Regions from separate parts of the Zea mays genome. Here region 2 is linked to region 1. The links are chromatin contacts, called in public Hi-C maps. All regions are on one chromosome and are shown on one strand. Each heading gives the region's core, a stretch centred on a gene start, on an enhancer-like site or on the middle of the called end of the contact. The rest is flanking DNA. Distances are from core to core; before and after follow the strand shown. Region 1 holds the start of LOC103636115. Region 2 holds the start of LOC100283539.

The links. A called contact is a pair of places that touch in the nucleus more often than the background predicts.
Region 2: a Hi-C map of bundle sheath shows a contact between it and region 1, with 2.8 times the contacts expected there. The contact joins the promoter of LOC100283539 here to the promoter of LOC103636115 in region 1. A contact is called at or near these places in 4 of 25 Hi-C or Micro-C datasets (bundle sheath, ear, leaf and 1 more).

What each region holds. Positions count from the first base shown.
Region 1 is chr1:70,415,930-70,421,189 of Zm-B73-REFERENCE-NAM-5.0, reverse strand. It overlaps LOC103636115, which reads right to left and starts at 1,983. Exons shown (of 1, transcript XM_008658482.2): 1 at 754-1,983. The coding sequence starts at 1,713. The coding sequence ends at 1,120.
Region 2 is chr1:70,778,973-70,784,222 of Zm-B73-REFERENCE-NAM-5.0, reverse strand. It overlaps LOC100283539, which reads right to left and starts at 1,578. Exons shown (of 6, transcript NM_001156439.2): 1 at 1,113-1,578; 2 at 891-998. The coding sequence starts at 1,448.

The DNA.
Region 1 (5,260 bases), core at 734-3,233:
GCTGCGAGTATGTATCAGACAGTTGATGCTATGCTAATGGAGTGCAATTGGCTGCTGTTCAGAAATCACAAACAAAAGCACTAGTATATGACTTGCATGCATCCCGATGATTATCAAAACTAAAGCATCGACCAGCTGCTGTGCCACCACCACATCCTTCAACGTAAATTCACCAAGCCGTTCCTTGCTTCGGTGGGGAGATCTTGCATCCCTAGGAGACTGTCTCTCTTTTTCCCCCATCTTCTTTTCTTCTCCACGGGATTCCCACTCCCCTTCTGGTGCAAGGTTAGGACGAGCTACAAGTGTCGATGGATCCATGGATACGCCGTCGGCCAGTACTACCTAGTAGCAGCAGGCCACACCCGCACATAGATGCAGCAGCACGCTGGCGGTTGGTGCTTTTGCTAGGAGGACGGACGGGCAGCGGCAGGACCAGCCAAACACTATCTATCCTCCTGGCAGCTCTGCTTCTTTGGGTTTGGACTTCCAGCAGCAGAACCCAGTAAAGGACATGGACTGGACGCGTCCTCGTTGATCTCTCTGAAATCAGTTCTCTTTGAACAAGCATCACAACAAGTTCATCTGAAGCTGAACTAGACGCGAGTGTGCTTCATGCCTTTCTGGCTGCAGCAAGTCGTCATGGTCACCTTCTCTTTTTATGGCAATATTTCTTGATGAGCAGAGCACCACAACAGTTCATCGAATGCTTGTAGAGAAGAGGAGGTTTCTCAACACCAACAACGTGGAGCGGGATGGATTTGAACAAGAATGTTATTCCTTTTTGCCAGAGCAGACAGATGAGAAAACAAAAGGGAAGCAACAATCCTTGGAAAACTTGCCATCATCCCTCTCCTTCCCTCCTGCTACTATGCTACAAAACATCTCATCCCGCCCACCATCCTCATGATGCCTCCTCTACCAAAGAGGAGGAGAGGAGGAACAAAGTTTCCCCCACCCACCCATTTCTCTACACAAACACACCCACCCTTATTTCTCGTGCTTCCTTTTTTTTTAGTTTTGTCATGTTTATCTTACAGCGTCCGCCGGTTCCTCCAGCTGGATTTTTTTTTTGTTTCGTCACTAGACTAGACGGAACGACGGATCCGCACCGCGCGCCCATCATGCGACGACGATGCCGGTGGTGAAGAAGATCTGCCCGCCGCCGCTGCACGGCGAGCCGGCCACCATCTCAGCGGCCGACTTCCTGGGCACGTCGGCGGCCGCCGCGCGGCGCTTCCGCTCCTTCTCCTCCTCCGCCTCCCGGAACTCGTCGCTCACGATGGCGTGGTACCGGCACTCCATGCTGCAGAAGGCGCGCTCCCCGCGGTACATGAAGACGTCCTTCCCGTCCAGCGCCCGGCGGCACATGTCGCAGCACGAGAGGAACTCCGCCACGCGGAACGCCGCTCCACCGCCGCCGCCGGCCCGGCCGGACACCGGGCCGCCGCACAGACTGGTGGCGCACCGCCCGCTGCACGCGAGCTCCGATACCTCCAGCCGCGCCGCGCGCCGCGGGATGGACACCCGCGGCGCGGCGGCGGCGCCGGCGCCGGGCAGCGGGCCCTCGGCCTCCAGCGCCGCCAGGATCCCGAGCCCGACGCCTCCGACGGCGTCGCGGTGGCGCCACCCACGGGGCGACGCGCGGTCCAGCGGGCTCGTCGGCGACGGAAGGCCGTCGTGCTTCCACTGGGGGATCTCTAGTTTGCGCGCCATGCTCCTCGCCTTCTCCACTATGCCTCGCTGTTGGAAACGGAAGAAGAGGGGAGGGGAGGAGGTTCGCGCTGGCCGTGCGCCCGTGCCCGTGCTCCGGTGTCCTTGGCTGGCAAGCTGCTCCTCTATGCGGACCAGAGGAGGAGATCAGGAGAGGTTGGAGGGCGAGGAAGTGGGAGAGAGGGTGAGTGGTTTCCTGTATTTGTAGCCCCTGCAATGGCGGTTTCCAGCCTTCCTGTGGGTTTTCTTTTCCTGCTGATAGACCTTTTCTTTTATTTTCATTACTTTTTTCTGTGTGTATACGTGCTATCCCTTTCCCTTCTTGCGGTCCGGGTTATGACTATGTCCAATAGTCTTTCTATTTTAAAATCACTGTATAAATAATCTCTCTATATCAAAATAATAATCATTTTAACTCTAGATTTTATGTTCATATTCATATGAATAATTATGAACCTAGATATATATATATATATATAAAAACTATACATTAATTATTGTATGAATTAATTATTGTGTGAATCTAGTAATTTGGGACGTAGGGAGTAGTGTTTTACATATTAATTATTGTATGAATTAATTATTGTGCAACGGTCACCGTATTAGGTGGCTAGTTCTTTTTTTCGGGTGGGCACCGGACTGTCCGGTGACCTCTCCTAACTGTTGATGAGCTGACGTGGTTAGCGTTGATCCCGCTGTCGACCGTTGGGTCGCCTAAGAGTTGTTGGTCGTCTGCCACTGGACATGTCTGGTGCACACCGGACTGTCTGATGAAGCCCAGTCTAACCTAAGTTTGGCTCTTTTGAGCTGAACTCCTTCATTTTTTCTCGACTGTTTTTGTGAGGTTCTCTAACACTTAGACAAACATAGTTAGCCACTGGAACAATCGACTAAATGATGGGTTCATACCCCCCTTCACTTCTTTTCTCTAGGATTTATGTTTTACCTCAAACAGAGCTCCAAATGACACTTTCTCTATAAACATGGTTTAGAGAGCAAAACTAAAGTTCCATATGCATAGTAGAAGGTGTATGCAACATTGCTTCTTTTGGCCTGTTTGAGGTCGATGTTGGATTCCAAAACTCCAAGTCTCCAAGACTTGATCTAGATTGCTATCTAGGAGCTCTAACACTCTGCAAAGGTCACACAGAACATATCCAAACACAAGAACACCCCAACTAAAAGTCAGAAAGAACTTAGCTCTTTTGGGTTGCTTCTAAGTTCTGGATTTGACATTACTCCTCCTTCTAGCGACCTTGCTTTACATCTTCAACTTGATCTTGAGTCTTATGACTTACACTGCATAAATATAGATGTTTCCTCATTGGTTGTAAGTCACATACTTAGATAGTGATCCTCGATTTACCATAGCTCTTCTCAACTCAATCAACCTTGACTTTGCAAGTCTTCTTCTTTACCCTTGGCTTTGGGTTCCTCAGCCTCCTTGACCTTCTACCGTGCACTCGGTACCTCGAAGCTCTTCTTGTTTCCATCCTTGGCTTGATCAGCTGTCTCTAAGATATGATCGCGGAGACTCACTTAAGCATTATTCTTCACTCGTGATGTCCACAACCATAATCAACTCAACATTTGGACCATAACTCTTGAACACTTGTGTTGAACTTTACAAGCTCTATACTAAGAACATGTCCAATACGTAACAGACCTGTCAGCCCTTTAATTGGGTTGTCATCCAAATCACCAAAACCCACAAGAGAGCTTTCAAGATCCTTACGAGGACTTAGGTTCTTTGATTGAGTAGAAAGAGAGGGCTCGAGCTTGATCTTTGGAATCATTCGAGGGGTTGAAAGAGACCCATCCTTAGGTACGCATCAACGAAGATGTGGGTTCCATTTGGAAGCCGAACTCCGGTAAATAAATCGCTCGTGTCTTTTGTGTTGTATCGCTTATGATTTATTTTCCCCTTCTCCCTCCTAAGTTCTCTTGCTTGTGTTTGTTTCTAAATCATTTGTCTAGCTCCCAAGTTATTATGCAATCATAATCGTCCGCCAGTCGCCCCTTCTTCTCCTCTCGGCGTTGTCACTGTCAACCTCTCTCCTCAAGTCGCCGCCCCTCCTCTCCTCTCTACGAACCCACGGATTGTAGTGTTTGCATGAGTTATATGGTAGTAAAAAACTTTCGACAATCCCTCAAAGAAATAGAAATTGACACATTTTTCCCCTCGGTCACTACTGGAATCGCGTTCTTTGCCGTGTGTCTTATGCCGAGTGTCTAAGACACTCGGCAAAGACTATTTTACACTAGGCAAATAATACTCGGCAAATATTTTATCGGTAGAAGGTTCTTTGCCGAGTACTTTTTTTGGACACTCGGCAAAGACTTTGCCGAGTGTCGAAAAGCACTCGACAAATTAAAAATCCAAAAAAACATAAAAACATTTTTTAAAATTATAGAAACAACTCCTATTACCTTACCCACCGCTCTATCATTTTTCATTATTATTTTGAATCAAATCTACATGCTCTCGCGCATACCCTCCTATACCACTACACTACTACACCAATTACGTCTATATTACGTTTTCATTCCTCATATACTATAACAAACCGAGAGTAATTTAATTATTTAAGACACTAAATGAATTTATTTGAAAATGTGACCAAATATAAAGTTGCATAACTTTTTGAGATCTACAAATTCTATTTTAATAGTTTCTACATCCGATGTCGTTTACAAAATTTGAATTTTAAATTTGAAAACTTCACACGAATTTTTCAATGATAAAATGATTTCAAATCAAAAAGTTGTCAATTACAAAGTTTCATTACATTTCAAGACCTACAACTTCTTATTTTGGTGGTTTTTCCATCCGAGGTAGTTTGAAAAATTCAAATTTCTAAATTTAAAAATAGTTTTGCATGACAAGATAATTTCAAACCAAAACATTGTCAACTACAAAGTTTCATAACTCTTCAATATCTACAACTTTTATGTTTGTGGTTTTTTCTTTCGAGGTCGTTTTCAAAATTCAAATTTTATTTTTTTAAATTTAGACGTAGTTTTCGTTGACAATATGACTTCAAATGGAAAAGTTGTCAACTAAAAACTTCTATAACTTCTTAAGATCTACAAAAATTATTTTGGTTGTTTAGTCATTTGTTCATCTCACATGATGGTTCTAACAATATGCACAAATTTTATACATCTCTCTCGTATTTTCATAAACTACGAGAGAGATATATGTTTTATGAACAAATTTATTTTTACTTTTTCATATGAAGAAATGTTCAAAATATAAAATGTACATCATGATGAGTTATACAAATTTATAGTTGAAAAGTTTTTCATTTGAATTAATTTACTGCTTTAAAATGTGATTTTTAAATTGTCCTTGCTTAGTGTTGAAAAAAAAAACATTCGACAAAGAGCTCTTTGCCGAGTGTTATATTTTTTACACTCGGCAAAGAAGCTCTTTGTCGAGTGTAAAAAAAAAACACTCGCCAAAGAAACTATTTGTCGAGTGTCAAAAATAAAATACTCGGCAAACTTCGTCGAGTGTTATATTTTACCGAGAGTTTTTTACGTGACA
Region 2 (5,250 bases), core at 329-2,828, 360 kb before region 1:
CACTATTTCATATGTAAATGGTTCTAGAAGTAACATGGTAGATAACAGTGGAACATAGAAGTTTCATCTAAAAAAATTGGAACATAGAAGAAGTCATGCCCACTAACAGCATATATGTGTATGTGCATGCAGAGTCATGTCATGCGCCTCAAGTGACCACTGGGTATTGAATAAAATGGGGTTCAGTGATCAAACTGATCATGAGCTACCATGCATAAGTAAATTCCCGAACATTGCAATGACAAGAAAAACGAGAAACCATATAGTTTTCAAAAAGATAAGTTAGTTTGCCAAAATCCAACCACATTATAAAAAGAATAAAGCTAGAAAGTCAAATTAGTGTTGGATGCTCCATTTTTTCAGATGTCTTTCATGGTTCCAACTTCCAAGCAAACAAAGGATACCTAACTCGCCCACTCACAATCTAAGCAAATGCACAAACATTTTAGATATATCAAGGAAATATATTGTATTCAAGATACCAAGGAGACAGAAAATAGATAAGTTGTATGCCAAAATTCCATATGTTAGTTTATATATAAATACAGGCAAAAAAAAAGTCAGACACTACCTAAATAACTACTTCTACAAGCAATTGTGCTTGATGCAGGTATACTGATCAAGAGCATTTGCAGTATCTTTAACAAATGGACAGACATGAATTATTAAGACAATCCAGTTAAAGAAAAATAAGTATCAGCCTATAGCCCACAAGTTTGGTGAGATCCATCACATCTATTCCTTTTGAGGCAACAGGAGATCTAGATAAATAGTTGCTCTTCTTTTTCTTAGGGAGATTAATTTGGTCACCTCACACTCACAGAATCCAAAAAAGGTCACAACTCAATTACTCAAATCATCCTATTGAGAAGCAAAAGAAGCAATGCTACCTCCACAAGGGCGGCCTCCTTCCTTGGAAATGCGCCCACGATGGCAGGGGACACGCCAACGTCCCTCGCCCCCGCGACCATGGCCGACTCGCTCCACCCCATGCGCGGCTACAGAATACAGCCATACACGAACAGTAAATATCTTCCATATTATATGCTAAATTAAGTACCAAGACACGCAAAAATGGAAGTCGATTTGGAGGAGTGGATTCGAATCGCAACCACGTGGAGCAGCGACGCGCGGAGGACCTTCTCCTGCTCCTCCTCGTAGCCCGCACCACCCTGGCGCCGCGCCCCCGCCGCGGCTCCCGGCGACGACCTGTGGGCCCCTCCGGCACCAGCGGTGGTGGAGGAGGACGAGGCACCCGCGCCCTCCGACGTGGGCGGCTCGACGACGGGCTGCGGCGGCGGTGGCGGGAGCGGCGGAGGCGGTCCCGCGTCGGCGGAGAAACTGCGGGGAGCCATCGCGGGGGCTGGGGCGGAGGCGAAGGGGACGGGGAAACGGCGCACGGCGGCTGCGCGGGAGAGGAGGCGGCGCGCGGCGAGGGAGGAGGCCATTGTGTTGGGGCAGGGAGGTTCCGACTTCGGAGGTGTGTGACTGACGGGTCCAACCTGCGAGAAGAGGAACGGGACGGACGGACGGTGGTGATTGTTCTGGTCGCTGAGACGCTGACGCCGAAGCCCCGATTGAAGAGAGGCAGCCCGCGGCCTGGGGCATTACGTGGCGCTCCCTCGCAAGCCACGGATCGTGCGTTCGGCTCGAGCAACACGTGGATCACTATGAACGCGAGGTCGACGTCGACGACGCGTGCGGCAAAATCACCAGCAGAGCAGGCAGCAGCAGCGCGGTTCGGGCACGCGCGTGCACAGAGCTTTACCGTTAAAATAAAATCTGGTTCTAAGATTAACATTTAGGGCTAGTTTGGGAGGTCTATTTTTTAGAGCTAGTTTAGAAATCACATTTTTTTAAGAGATTTTCGTTTTCCTAAGAAAAATTAGTTTATTTTTTCTTAGAAAAATAGAAATCCATCGAAAAAATGGTGTTACCAAACTAGCTCTTAGTGAATTCTTATTTTCCCAATGGAAAATAAACTAATTTACCTTGAGAAAATGAAAATCCTTTAGGATAATAGGGTTTTCAAACTAACCCTTAGTAGAGCTTTACCCAAAAACATAAATTTGATCTAAGATTTACTATTCAAATTCGAGATCCTCCATAAATCTACAATATACTGTTTGGCGGTACAAGACCTCCGAATTTACGCAAGAACATTTCGGTTGAAATTGTCTATATTATCCCTAGAATAAATACACATATTTGGTTGAAATTGTATATGTTATCTCTAGAATAAACTCATATATCAGTCTCTATCAGCTTCCTAGTTTCCCAAATAAAAAATACGTGTAATATCATATACTGATATGAGGATATAACTCGACATGATCAGGACTAGAGAGCATGACTGGGCTGGAGTAGATCCGGGACAGTGCAGCCAGAGCCAAAGAGGCGAGCGGGCATATCTTGCGGCTAGGCCAGGGCCAGGCGAAAATGCCTAACCAAACCGACAAGGTTGGGGTAAGCCCGTCTTGATCGAGGCTACAGGATAGATGTACATCTAAGTTGGGCTAGGTCGACACGGCCCAAGTACATTAAAACACGACTCATTAAGGCATAGTCTACTAAAACAACTCTAATTATGGGTCATGTTGTGTTAGCCTTTGGGTTGAACCATCAGTCCACGGCACGGTCCACAAATACTTAAGTGTGCCAAGCCCGCACAAATAGTCCAAAATACTATAATGTGTCATGTCTGTCCATATAAACAGAACAATATATAATACAAAGTAATTCATTCAATCAATGCAACAAATCAAATTAAATAAAACATAAACAAAAGCACATAACATATATGACCAAAATAGAACTGAGTTGTTTTGAGGCTATCTTATTAAACCTTTGGTTAGAAGGAAAAAAGAGTACAACCACCAAATATTTAATATTTAGTTCATTACGTGTGATTTAGTGGGCTTTGACGAGCCTTATTTAAATGGATCATGCCAGGCCGGCTCGTGTGCCTTAGTTGAGGCCCAAGCATAGCCCACACATTATGTCATGCCGGCATAGGCCCACAGTTAATCTAGGTCGCATCAGACTTGGGTCGTGCCTCCAACTTCGTGCTTTGGGCTAATCCATTAGACATAGCCCTAATGTGCATGTATAGGCCAAGGTAGCGCGACCAGGACCAGCGAGGCGATTGGCCAAAGAGGGCATAGCGTGCGTCCGAAGGCCGAGGCTAGGGGAGAGTTTGGCCTGGTTAAGCCAGTAAGGAGGACGATCAGGGTAGGTACAACGTGCGACCGAGGCTAGGGCGAGCACAACCATGGAAGAATAAGAGACACCCAAAAGAAACGTGAACATAAACAAATTGGTATGGTGAAAGGGTGTGTAACCAAAGGTATGGTAGGTAACTTTCTTTGGCTCCTTCAAACTTAAGTCAATGGAGCACTTCTTGAGGAGCTCCACCAAAATGGTGAATCTTGCTTCTAGATCCACCATTTTGGTGAATCCGAATTTGATAGATCTAGAGTGTTTGGGGAAAAAATCTACAGTTAACTTCTTTTTTATGAATCTAGAGTTGGTTGAGGTCCCCCTAACCCATCTCATTTGTGTGTGACGGTGCATATGGTTCAACCACAAAGAGAAACCTTTTTAAACAAACGCACAAAACATAATTGACCTCCACTATTCAACACCTAATTTGCACGACTTTAAAAGTTTCAAACTTAAAAATTAGGTAAATAAATCATAAGTCCATATTAAATGTTGCAGTGTATTATAGTTTGTCTCATGGGATTTTGACTATTTTTTACTCAGCTTAAATATGTGAACTATGATGCTGTCTATTTAAAAAGTTGAGAGATACTAAGGGTGTGCCATATGCACTCATCATTGTTGTGCCATGTTATGGCGATTATTCCATCTTCTCGAAATTCTCACTATTACCTTCATTTTCTCCATAGGAGACTCTCATGTGAACATACATGAATCTTTTCTCTGTTAAGTTGTATCCAAGTCTTTTATCCTAATCCTTTGTGCATGGAATGTTGCGATAGCGGACCTCCAAAACTTCCATCTACATCTGTGACACATATTCGAGTGTGTGAGTGATTAGGTTTTTGGAGAGCATTGTCATGATTGTTTGTTGATCGTCTTCTTTCCTCTTCAATTGTGTATGCATTATCATTAAATTTTTCAAGAACTTTATAAGACCCAGCAACACGTGGCATGAGTTTAGACTTTCTCAAATCAGGAAACCTATCCTTTCTCAAATGAACTCACACCAAGTCACCTGGTTCTAATTTTATTTCCTTCCTACCTTTACTAGCAGCAATACGATATTTTCATTCATCTTTTCAATTTGCAACTTAGTTGTTTTATGCATCTTAAGAATGAATTCAGAACGTTGTGTAGCATCCAAGTTCACTATTTTAGAAGTTGGTAAAGGTAGCAAATCAATTGGAGCACGGGGATTAAAACCATATACTACCATAAATGGATTAAGCTTGGTTGTGGAATGAATTGATCTATTATAAGCAAACTCAATATGTGGCAAACATTCCTCCCACAACCTCAAATTATCTTTCAAAATGGCTTGTAACATAGTAGATAAAGTTCGATTAACAACCTCGTTTTGTCCATCAGTTTGGGGATGAAAAGTAGTAGGAAATAACAACTTTGTTCCTAGTTTAAACCACAAGGTTCTCCAAAAATGGCTTAAAAACTTAGCATCCCTATCAGAAACAATAGTATTTGGGACACCATGCAACCGCACAATCTCAGTGCAGAACAAATCAGCAACATACGAAGCATTATCAATTTTATGACATGGTATAAATGCGCCATCTTGGAGAAACGATCGACAACCACAAAAACGCTACCACTCCCCCTCTTTGTTCTAGGCAAGCCCAGAACAAAGTCCATAGAAATATCCTCCCAAGGTGCACTAGGAAAAGGAAGAGGCATATAAAGACCATGTGGGTTAAGTCAGGACTTAGCTTTGTTTCATGTTGTGCAACACGAGATGCAGCGCTCAACATCACGGTGCATCTGAAGCCAATAGAAGTGACTAGACATCACATCTTCAGTCTTCTTAACACCAAAATGTCCCATCAAGCCATCCCACCATGTGCTTCCTGCAAGAGTAGAAGGCGAACAAAGCTAGCTGGCAGACACAGCTTGTTAGCACGGTAGAAAAGTCCCTTCACGCAGCATAAATTTTTGCCACGTTCTTCCCTCTCTGTAATTTTCAAAAGCATCTTTGAAGTCGAAATTATCAGCATATAATCCCTTTATAGTCTC